Regions from separate parts of the Mus musculus genome. Here region 2 is linked to region 1. The links are chromatin contacts, called in public HiChIP or PLAC-seq maps. All regions are on one chromosome and are shown on one strand. The core of a region is the stretch at or near the end of the contact, and the rest is flanking DNA. Distances in the headings are between cores, read along the strand shown.

Region 1 (5,454 bases), core at 1,317-3,816:
CAGCTGACTCCTGGCGGGTGCAGAGGAACTTCACCATCAAGAACTAGAAAGGATAAAAGAAAAGGACTTGGAATCCCTAAGTACAATGAAAGAACACTGAAAGGCCTTTTTAGAAAAGTTCTTGGTTTTAACAAACATTTTATAAAGCAACATCATGCCCAGTACTTGAAACAGAATAAATTCAGTATCTTCAGGCAACAGAAAAAAAGACAAAATGCAGAATAAGTCAGGTTTTGTTAGGGTCATACCAAGAACAGTGGCCTTCTGAAAGGCAAATATCCAGGCAGGAGTGAGAGAAGTATGTTTGCTTTTTAAGACAAAAACCATGTATTTGATGAAAACAGCGCCCTAAGAAATCACTTCAGTGATCCAAGCAGCACATGCAAGTCACGCACTGGAAGCAAGGCTCTGCTCTGCTCTGTGCTCTGCTCTGCTCTGTGCTCTGCTCTGCTCTGTGCTATCCTCTGCTCTGCTCTGCTCTGTGCTATCCTCTACTCTGTGCTCTGCTCTGCTCTGCTCTGTGCTATCCTCTACTCTGTGCTCTGCTCTGCTCTGTGCTATCCTCTACTCTGTGCTCTGCTCTGCTCTGCTCTGTGCTATCCTCTGCTCTGTGCTCTGCTCTGCTCTGTGCTATCCTCTGCTCTGCTCTGCTCTGCTCTGTGCTATCCTCTGCTCTGCTCTGCTCTGCTCTGTGCTATCCTCTACTCTGTGCTCTGCTCTGCTCTGCTCTGTGCTATCCTCTGCTCTGTGCTCTGCTCTGCTCTGCTCTGCTCTGCTCTGCTCTGCTCTGTGCTATCCTCTGCTCTGCTCTGCTCTGTGCTATCCTCTACTCTGTGCTCTGCTCTGCTCTGTGCTATCCTCTGCTCTGTGCTCTGCTCTGCTCTGTGCTATCCTCTGCTCTGTGCTCTGCTCTGCTCTGCTCTGCTCTGCTCTGTGCTATCCTCTGCTCTGCTCTGCTCTGTGCTATCCTCTGCTCTGCTCTGCTCTGTGCTATCCTCTACTCTGTGCTCTGCTCTGCTCTGCTCTGTGCTATCCTCTGCTCTATGCTCTGCTCTGCACTGCTCTGTGCTATCCTCTGCTCTGTGCTATCCTCTACTCTGTGCAAATAAAGCCAAGTGTTGCCGAAGTTAAGCTTGGGGCAAACTGCTCCCTCAAGGGAAAGTTCCTCTCATAACAGCCTTGCTGTCTTATTTCCAGTTTCACGTTGTAGTTATTTATTTTATACATGTGGGCACATGTATCTCACAGTGTGCTTGTAGAGGTGAAAGGACAAACTGAAGGAGTTGGTTCTCTCCTTCTATATTGGTCCCAGGGATCAAACTCAGGTCCTGGGCTTGGCAGCAAGTGTCTTTACCTACTGGGCAACTCACTAGTATTAAAGGCCTTTCTGAAATTTATTACTCAAATGCATAGATATGCATTGAGCACATACTGTGTGTGAACTCTGAAGAGAGTTCTCTTACTTATTCTAAGATTTATTCTTAAGAAAAATAAATGACATGGCCAGGCAGTTACTACTCTCAGAACTGGGGGAACAAACGCATTCCTCTTGCATCTATGCCTGGGTACTACTTACTGCAGTGTGCCTTTCTGACACATCTCAACCAAACTAAAGATTATGGTCCAATCCACTTCCAGCACTTGGCATAATTTCACACTCTCTTTCAGATGAAGTCTTCTCTGGTAAACCCTAGGGTGGGTTAAACCTCCCTCTGTCATAGTCATATCACATCTGTCTCTCCCAACCCCTCTAACGTTCCAGTGTTGGCTCAGAGCTAGTGCAGTTAGCAATGTTTGTAGAAAGGGAAAGCAGGTAAATGAGTGAAGGACAACCTGGCTACTGCTTACTTTGGCAACTCTGCACTGTTGTAACTTGACATCTGCTTCATCCCACTCTTCTTCTAGCTCAAACCAGCCAATAGGATCATCCTCTCCAAGGTCATCAGATGAGCAACCAATCCTGCGAATGAATACAAATGTAATCATAGACATTTTCTTGCTTCAAAGTTTCTCCAGAGACTGACAAGGTCTCATCCAAATGTTATTTAAGCCAGGCATTTCCAGTGAGATGGAAGAGCGACATACCAGGATGGGCATTTCTGGTAATCACTGAGGAAGAGGCAAGAGTGGCTTCCCTTGCCTAGGTCTGACTAATGTGTGTATAATTACCCTGAGGTCTGAGTCATGTACAAACAACTGAAGGGGTTGATGCCTCATATCCTGGAGCTCTCAAATCTCAGGCTTCACAGACCTCTGTTGATTAGCAAGTCCTCCAAAGGAAGCATTCCATCCTTAAAACAAAGGATAATTGCATCTTTCTCCTTAAAAGCTGAATGGGTAAGTGCTGCTCCCTCTTCAGCAGGCACTCTTTCAAGCACCATTCTTGGTTAGTTGGTTGGGTGGGTGGACAGGTGGTTGGTTGGTTGGCTGGCTGGTTGGTTAGAGACAGTTTCACTAGGTAGCCTTAGCTACTCTGGAACTCACTATGTTGCTATAACAGACATTTGCTTGCCTCTACCTCCCAAGTGCTGAGATTAAAGGCCACCATGCATGACTTCAAGTTTCCATTGTTAAAATCTCATACTACTTGGCCTATGACTCAACTCTCACACTAATAGCTCACTGTATAAGCATGTCTAGCAATCACAGATAACTATGGGGAAAAGTGAAGAAAATGTACAACAGGATCTGGAACAAAGGAAAAATTTTATTCTCTTCCTCACACAAATATTTCTTGGTAGAAATCTTTTGTGGTATAATTGATTATAACAGGACAGGTGGAATTTGCTAAGCCCTAATTGTCGATGAGTCTCATCCATCATACATGTTTGAGGAATTTTAAATGTATTCTTTGAGGGCATACTATCTCAGTGGTATGGCATTTGCCCAGCATATGTGAGAACTTGGTTCTATCCTCAGCTATGTAGCCCAGGCTGACCTTGAACTCTCAATGTCTTTCTATCCTCCTGCCACCATGCCTGGCAGAAAGTCTACTCAAAAGAGTCTGCAACCTAAAAAAACTGGCAGAGTCAGGTACTGGAGAAGCAAGTTCTCTCACTAAACCACACTGTACAGTGGGCAGATGCTGTCTCCGGAGCATAGTGCCAGAAAAACACAACAAAATGGTCAAGAAAATGTTATTTCCAACTGGAGAGAGACTGATATTATATGTAGGCCAACTAAGTTGGCCTACATTGAAGAATAACTCAGGCTAAAACCAGATCAAATCATTAAGGGACTCATCAATAGGCCTGTATTTAGGTTAAAAAAAAAACCCATCCTGCATAAGATATGAAAGACCTTGTTTGACAAAAAGTTTAGAGGAAAAGACCTATTTTAATATCCCAAGAGTGAGAACACAGTTGCTTAAAATTAGGTGGTGCCTGCAGCCATTATTAAAAAAGAAATCATGCTGGGTATGGTGATGGAAACCTGTAAGCCTAGCACACAGGAAGCTGAGGCGTTCTGAACTGCCCAAGCTAATAAGACCTAATCTCAAGAAACAAACCACAAACAAGACAGGCAATGAAGGAAAAGAGGAGGAAAAGAAAGGAAGAGGAAGAAAGAAAGAAAAAGAAGACTTAGGTCCTTCCTATAACTACTAAATCAGACCTGTATTTTCACAGGATCTCCTGGGAAATACAATAGCCCAGAAGGCAAGTCCAGGGCTCTGATTCACAGTGATAACTTCCTAGCAGCAATAAGGAGGACAATGCTATCTGATGAGTCAGCAGTGACCTCTGTAGCAATGTCTACTTTAAGCCTTCATCTTAATGACCCACCCACACCCATCCCCTGATTTCTGAAGGTATGTATGGCCTGGCTTGTCCCCTATTCTCTAAGTTTTCTGTTGTCTCTTAACTAGTGCTGCTCATCAGGGTGACCTGTAGCCTGTAGTCTGGCTAGTCTACAGTCCTCCAGAACCATGTCTTCTATCTCTACATTTTCCTTTAGTTTTGTTTGAGACAGGGTCTTAATCTAGGTTGGTCTTGAACTCTCAGCAATCTTACCTCAGCTTCCTGAATGCTGGGATTATAGTCATGAGGCTACATACCTGGACCCTATGTTTTTAATTAACATTTCAAAGACTGTCATGTCTGTCCCTACAATACAAGAGTCTCTTCTAAGCTGCTGACCTGTTTGTCCTACTGGCTGTAGGACATCTCAAATCTTCCCAAGAGGGCTAACATTGAGTTACCTGTCTTCCCATAATCCTGCTTCTCCCTGGAGCATGTACTAGTTCAGAACAGGGTACTACCAAGTTCTCCACCTGCCCGAACTTGGTGCTGCCAGCCTCCTTTCCTCTTCTGCTCTCTACTCAGTCATCCCCAGGGCCCACAGCATCAAGCCACCTTGCTCCTCCTCCTCCGCTGCTGCTGCTGCTGCTGCTGCTGCTGCTTTAGAGGTCTTGTGCTGGTCTAGGCCACTCTTACTTTCAGCTTCCTGGGCAACACGCTTACTCGCAGCCTCTGGCTCTCTGTTTGCTTTCCTCTATTCATGATGTTGCAGCACAAGCCTGAGCAGTTCTTCCAGAACACACCTGACTTCCTTCATATTCTCTTACCTCCCCAATAACAAGCTCTACCCTCTGTCTGCTTGCCTCCCCACTACACACATGTGCTTCAAAGAGAAACTAAGACCTCAAACAAAGACATTTCTACTGACCTGGCCTCTCCCAGCTCTCCAGCTCTGTCCTTTGCCACCCTTCCCAACAGTGCAGCTTAGCCATACAATCACCTTCACACACTGCTTCTTCAAGCACCTACTTAGTGTGTAATTCACTCTTCAGAAACATCATAGCACTGCTCACTGGCTCAGGGCTACATTTCCTGTCAAGTAAGGCCTGCTATCTGCTCCCAGAGGTCTCCCGTATAGCATTCATTACACAGCTGACACTGTCTCCTGGCAGGAAGCTCTCTATGGTCACTACAGTGACCCCTCTGGTACTTTTTCCACTGCAGGACCTTCAATGCATCAGGCCCAGCACATAATAGATGTTTAATAAGTATTTTCAATGAAAGTTTGAGGAGGCTGGAGACAAGGCTCAGAATTAACACAGCGTGTTCTTTCAGAAGATCCAGGTTTGGTTCTTAGCATCTGCATGGCAGCTCCCAATCACTCATAACACCAGTTCTAGGGGATCCAATGCAGCCTTCTGACCTTCATGGGCAGTAGGCATACACATGGCGCAGGTATACACACCACCAAACTGTAGCTGGTCTTTGCTACTTTATGGGTTCTTCCTTTTCCCACTCTTTATCCTAACTCCCCCAGTTTTACCCCCTATCAGTAGATAGGAGAGAAAAAAGGATAGAGGGGAGAGAATAATTAGGAAAATTCCTGAATCTAATGTCTTTCTTGACCACAGCTACTAACAAACTGCAACCAACCTCCCTAAATGACTAACAACCACTGACCCTGCCTCTTAGGGGACTCATATTTATGTACCCTCTG
Region 2 (5,454 bases), core at 1,901-4,400, 280 kb before region 1:
ACACGTGGAGCAGAGCAAACAGAGCAAGACTCAGGTGGCAGGTAACGGGGCTGTGCTGGGGATGTAGGTTAAAATAGCTCAGAACCTGCCCGGTTTAGGTTTATAGCTTGTTAATAAGGTTTCTGTTTCTTTCTTGGGAGCTATACAGGGTGGAGTTGGGCAGAAACGCCTCTTAAAATTACCATTATAGATCTCGGGTTACTCACTCCATAGCTGCAGGCTTGAACTTAGGAATGTCCTTGTGTATGCAAGCCTGTGCCACCAGGCCTCGTTTTTATATCTTTGAGAATCTGTAGTCTTTGGAAAGCGATGCAATCACAGACTCCCATTTAAATACCTGAGTCTTTGTCAGATTCTTCACTCTTACAATCTGGAAATCTTGTAATTTGATGGGGACACAAATTTGCAACTGGAATACAGCTCCAAAAAGATTCTCCCCATGCACCTGGCAGAAGAAAAGGAGCAGAAAGTCAGAGCTCGTTGGTTGGCTCTACCAACTTTAGGTTGGCAGCAAGCGCTGTACACTTACATTGAAGAAGAATTCTTTGTGGTCAGAAGGGCTTTGGCTTGTGTTCATGTACATCACTGAGGGTCTGCAATGAGAGGGCATGTGTGAGAACGCAAGGTTCCTTCCTGGTTCCGAATGAACTTAGTGTTTCCCGATGAGTACACTAGGACATTCAGCACAGGGCCTTAAGAAGACTCAACGCTGGAAGTCAAAATGTGAAGTGCTTGGAAGGCAGCTGGGACAGAAGAATGTTTGTAAGCCATGCAGTTGGACTCTACCCAGCTGGAGTTTTCCATCTTTTCTCCAACTTTGTGCGTGTGTACACGTGGCAGTGTACTTGCCTGTCAATGTCAGGTCCCCTACTCTCTCCTAGTTTTTGACAGTGTCTCACTGAGCCTGGGAGCTTGCTGTTGTAGCTAAACTGGCTTGCTGGCAAGCCCAAAGGATATGCCTCTCTGACCCCACCCACCCCGGCACGGACATTACAGGTGTGGGCCACACCACCAGACTTCTCTGTGGTTGCTGAGAACCTGAACTCAGGTCCCCATGAGACAACTTTTCTCACTGAGCCCCCTCCCAGCCCCTTCTCCAACCCCACAGCCACTCTGATAGCATCACATCGGTTCCCTTTGGTAGCAGGACCAGTTGGCAGTGGGCCTCTGATGACCACCACGGTGTTTCAAAAGCCCAACGTGACGTATGCTAGTGATAAAGAAACCAAAACTACTGCTCCGTGAGTGAAAAGGAAGTTCATTCCACACTGCCAAGGCTGTCTCTAGCATAGACCTTGATATGCTGATAGGTACCCCAAGTAAATTGGAGAGCCATGTGTCTGCTTTTGCCAGAGGTAAGAGAAATGGCTCCTTTTGGCAGATGGGAACCAGGTTCACAAGTTCCTAAAGAATACTAGCATTTATTTAACCACCCGAAATCCTGTAGTCTAGGTTAAGTTGGGCCTAGACTCAATTTTGGACGTCAGTGAGACTGCCCTTTTGGTGGGCGGGGCTTGGGGGAGGTACCCCTTGGATCTGACAGTATCCTAGAGAGGTTGGGCGCTAAGCAGCCTCCTCAGAGAAGGGCGATGGGCTTTCTGTCCACACAGAATCCCAAAACTGTCGCCATTGCATGACCGTCACACAGACCCCTTGGGAGTACCTACCTGGAAAGAACTGCAATGAAGGCATGTCTGAATTGAAGGCTGCGTGTCTCTCTGGCCAAAGACTTCTCATTGGAACTGGGAATACAAATGTTAACAATATAACAAATATAATACAAACGTTCCCTTGACTTCCTAAGAACCCGAGTGACTCCCTGAGGCCACACTTGAGAAAGCATTGACTTCGTAAGGATTTCTCAGCCTCCACACTTGACGTTTTAGGCCAAAGAATTTTCTGTTAGGGACTTGTCCTACACACTGAATAATAGTTGTCAGCATCTGTGGTGTGAAGTACTTGGAAGGCAGTTGAGACAAAAGAATGTTTGCAAGCTATGCAGTTGGACTCTACTCGGTAGAGTATCACCTCCTTAATCATGGCAATCAAATCGGCTCTAGAAAGCTGGGCGTGGTGACACCTTTAATTATAGCACTCAGGAAGTAGAAGCAGGCGGGTATCTGAGTTTGAGGCCAGCCTAGTCTACAGAGCAATACCAGGACAGCCAGGGCTACCCAGAGAAACCCTGACGAGCCGGGCATGGTGGCGCACGCCTTTAATCCCAGCACTCGGGAGGCAGAGGCAGGCGGATTTCTGAGTTCAAGGCCAGCCTGGTCTACAAAGTAAGTTCCAGGACAGCCAGGGCTATACAGAGAAACCCTGTCTTGAAAAACCAAAAAGAAAAAAGAAAAAAAAAAAAGAAATCCTGTCACAAAACAAAACATAATAACAACAACAAAAGACTCCAGACACTGCCTCAAGAGAGAATTACCCATGTTTGACAGCTCCTTCACAGAACCATATCCTGCTCTATCTTTGAACATGGAGGCATATCAGAGTTAAGAAAGCCAGAACTAGGACTCTAGTTCAAAGCTCATTCTACCAGAATATCCCCTAGTGTTCCTTTGTATGGATTAAAATATCGTCAGTATCTTTGGTGAGAGGGACCGCCTGTGAGCACAGGGATCCAAGGCCAGGAGTTAAGGTTGCTAACACAGTCACGACTTACTTGGAGATGGTCACAGTGATATCTGCTGTCCTATTTGGAAAGACACTCTCCTCTAGCTGCCAAGTTACTGAGACATTCACCTATTTTAAGGAGGAAATAGATAAGTAAATGGGGGAACCAGTCACCTGACAATTGCTTACTGCTCAGGGCCCGGCCTGCTTCAGTGCCAGGGAGTGGAGAAAAAGGTTTAGAAGGTCTTTGTTGGAGGCATACTTGTCACTGACTTTGAGGTTTCAAAAGCCTGCACCATGCCACTGTGCTTGCTGATCAGGATATAGCCCACACCATGCCTGCCTGCCACCATGCTCCCTGCCATGATGAAAATGGACTAAGCCTCTGAAACCATAAGTAAGCTCCTAATTGAATGTTTTCTTGCATAAGGCTTGCCTTGGACGTCTGGCCTCTTCACAGCAATAGGACAGTGACTAAGACACTGTGGCTAAGCAGCATTAGGAATCCTAGCTTCCATTCCTCGTGGTTTTTGTAGCACAGTCACTGTCTCACGTAAGCCTCACAGTACAAATGCTGAGTGAGCCAAACAGACAGCATTATTCTTTGAGCGAGGGAAACCACAACAGACTCTGCACACTCCTCTGTGCGCCACTTGAGGGCAGACTTGGCAGCTGTAAACACTACTGACAGCAACGCCAGCAAAGGAGACATAGTAACCACACCTGAAAGGTGCAGACGAGGCTGGAAGTCAGGGATAGCAGGAAGAGCCACCTAATCCCAACAGACTCACTCACAGATGATCTCTTGAGTATGGGGTGACCAATCTTGCAGTTCATGACCAGGACAGAAGCAACTGGCTTGGGGTCATCACACTGAACATCTGGAGATACTGGCTGTTAAAACAGAAGAGGTTAAAAAAAAATACAAAAACAAAAGCTGGGTGCGGTGGTGCACGCCTTTAATCCCAGCACTTGGGAGGCAGAGACAGGCGGATTTCTGAGTTCCAGGCCAGCCTGGTCTACAGAGTGAGTTCCAGGACAGCCAGGGCTACACAGAGAAACCCTGTCTCGGAAAAAAAAAATGTTTTATCTTTGTTTATATTTTTTTATTTATTTATTTTGTGGGTGGGAGTGTTTCGCCCACATGTGTGTTTTGCATGCATGTGCCTACCTGGCACCCCTTCAGAGGTCAGAAGAGGATGTCTGATTCCTCTGGAAGTGGAATTACAGATAGTTGTGAACTGACATGGAGCAGCTGGGATTCAAACCTAGGTCCTCTGGAGAGCAGCTGGTGCTCTTAACTGCGTCATCTCTCCAGCCCCAAGAGATGCCCTTGAGGAAAAGAAGTGGTTCCCTCACACCAATTTGACAACCGCTCACTGATTTGTCTCCATGTCTGACGTGGTCCCTGGCCTCCTCACAACTGAGAATTGAGTTTAAACCCAAAGCCAAAGTAGTGTTCTGTGAGCAAGGCACAGTGGCGGTAGACTGGTTCCAGCTGACAGGACTCTGTAGAGTCATCATGGAGAGGAAGGCGTTGAGGCTGGACTGTGGGGCAAAGTGAGTGTCTCACTGAGATGGAGGGAACGTTTGGTCTCAACCATGGCTCCTCAACTAGATCACCAAACAGCTACTCCGCCAGCTAGTGTCCCATCACTAGTTCCATTCTAGATATGTAGAAGTTAATTTTAATTTTTCATTCAATATATGCTAACTTAGCTCAAACAAACTGAGAACCTCCCCCCACCCCAGGGGTGGGGGGCTCGGCAAACCTATAGTCCCATCAGAGTCAGGTTTTACAGACTCACTGCCATGAGGAAAACTGTCTTGGGGAAGGGGGGTCTTCACTCAACAAAGGAAAATGCAGAGTTGTCAGAGGGTTGGGGTGGGTGCAGTTAAGGAAAAAGGCAGATGAAGCTGTCCTGAGAGCCTCAGTAAAGGGATCAGGTGATGCCAGGAGTGTCGTGATCCCAATTAGGTTAACAGACCCTGTCCAAGGAAAGCTGTGTCCAGAAACACTGAATCTACAGCTCTGTACCAGTGCACACCAAATCTAGTTCTCTCTGTCAAAATGACTTAGATTCCCCAGACAAGAGCAGGGTGGTTTTCTAGTTCCCAAAAGAACTAGCAGCAGAGTTTCCCACCATCTTTGAATTAACAGAACAAATCATCTCCGTATTGTGATCCTTGGCAGCCACATGATTGCAAGCCCATCTTTGCAGCTGGCCTTGTGTCTGTGAGCATAGAGAACAGTGGGAAGAGAATTTTAACTTCCTCTATTCCTTAGGCATTAAAATTTATCTCCCACAGTCCTGGTTAAGAGAGACTGTGCAAGGAGGGGGCAAGCAGCAGGGGTGCTGCTGCAGGTTTGCAGGGCACAGAATTAGAAAGGATTCGTCAATCGCTATGCCTGTACTGCATGGGGCAGAAGGAGGCTGGTGGCCATGAAGTAGAATCAGACAGACAAACAAGGAGAAGACACAGCAGCATGTTTCCCTGCCCCTACAACAAATACCTTTTGTATCTTCTTAAACTGTAAGTTTCTGGGATAATTGAGAGCCATGTTTGTCATGTAGGAATCCTCTCCAGAGTTAGTCAGGCTGATGTTCATGGTCACCTCCTTTGTGACGCCCACCACCAGTTCCTGCCTGTGAAGGGCAAAAGAGGGGAGAGAGAACATGTTGGCAGTGTATTTGATCTGTAAAATTCCTTATTACAGAAAAGCACATTCTTTTATTAAAGAGATTTTTTTTAAAAAAAGACTTATGTATATGAGTACACAATAGCTGTCTTCAGACACACTAGAAGAGGGCATCGGATCCTATTACAGATGGT

Evidence for each region. HiChIP or PLAC-seq counts read pairs in DNA pulled down with a chosen protein or histone mark.
Region 2: an H3K4me3 HiChIP or PLAC-seq map of bone marrow-derived macrophages shows a contact between it and region 1, with 5 times the contacts expected there. The contact joins two enhancer-like sites. A contact is called at or near these places in 1 of 115 datasets of contacts at active chromatin or transcription factors (bone marrow-derived macrophages) and 1 of 9 other capture datasets (adipose tissue).

The regions. Positions count from the first base shown.
Region 1 is chr11:72,845,148-72,850,601 of GRCm38.p6, reverse strand. Zzef1 (zinc finger, ZZ-type with EF hand domain 1) reads right to left here. Exons shown (of 55, transcript NM_001045536.2): 12 at 1,849-1,960; 13 at 1-43. Among named protein-coding and RNA genes, the nearest start is that of Gm26121, 34 kb to the left of the region's middle. Within about 2 kb of position 2,566, at least 61 of the 459 cell types and tissues checked have an H3K27ac peak or open chromatin away from gene starts, as enhancers often do. A contact at or near this core is called in bone marrow-derived macrophages, where this site is marked.
Region 2 is chr11:73,128,982-73,134,435 of GRCm38.p6, reverse strand. It overlaps Itgae (integrin alpha E, epithelial-associated), which reads right to left. Exons shown (of 31, transcript NM_008399.3): 21 at 5,135-5,267; 22 at 3,415-3,513; 23 at 2,669-2,748; 24 at 1,668-1,742; 25 at 530-593; 26 at 338-445. Among named protein-coding and RNA genes, the nearest start is that of Haspin, 6.6 kb to the left of the region's middle. Within about 2 kb of position 3,150, at least 32 of the 459 cell types and tissues checked have an H3K27ac peak or open chromatin away from gene starts, as enhancers often do. A contact at or near this core is called in bone marrow-derived macrophages, where this site is marked.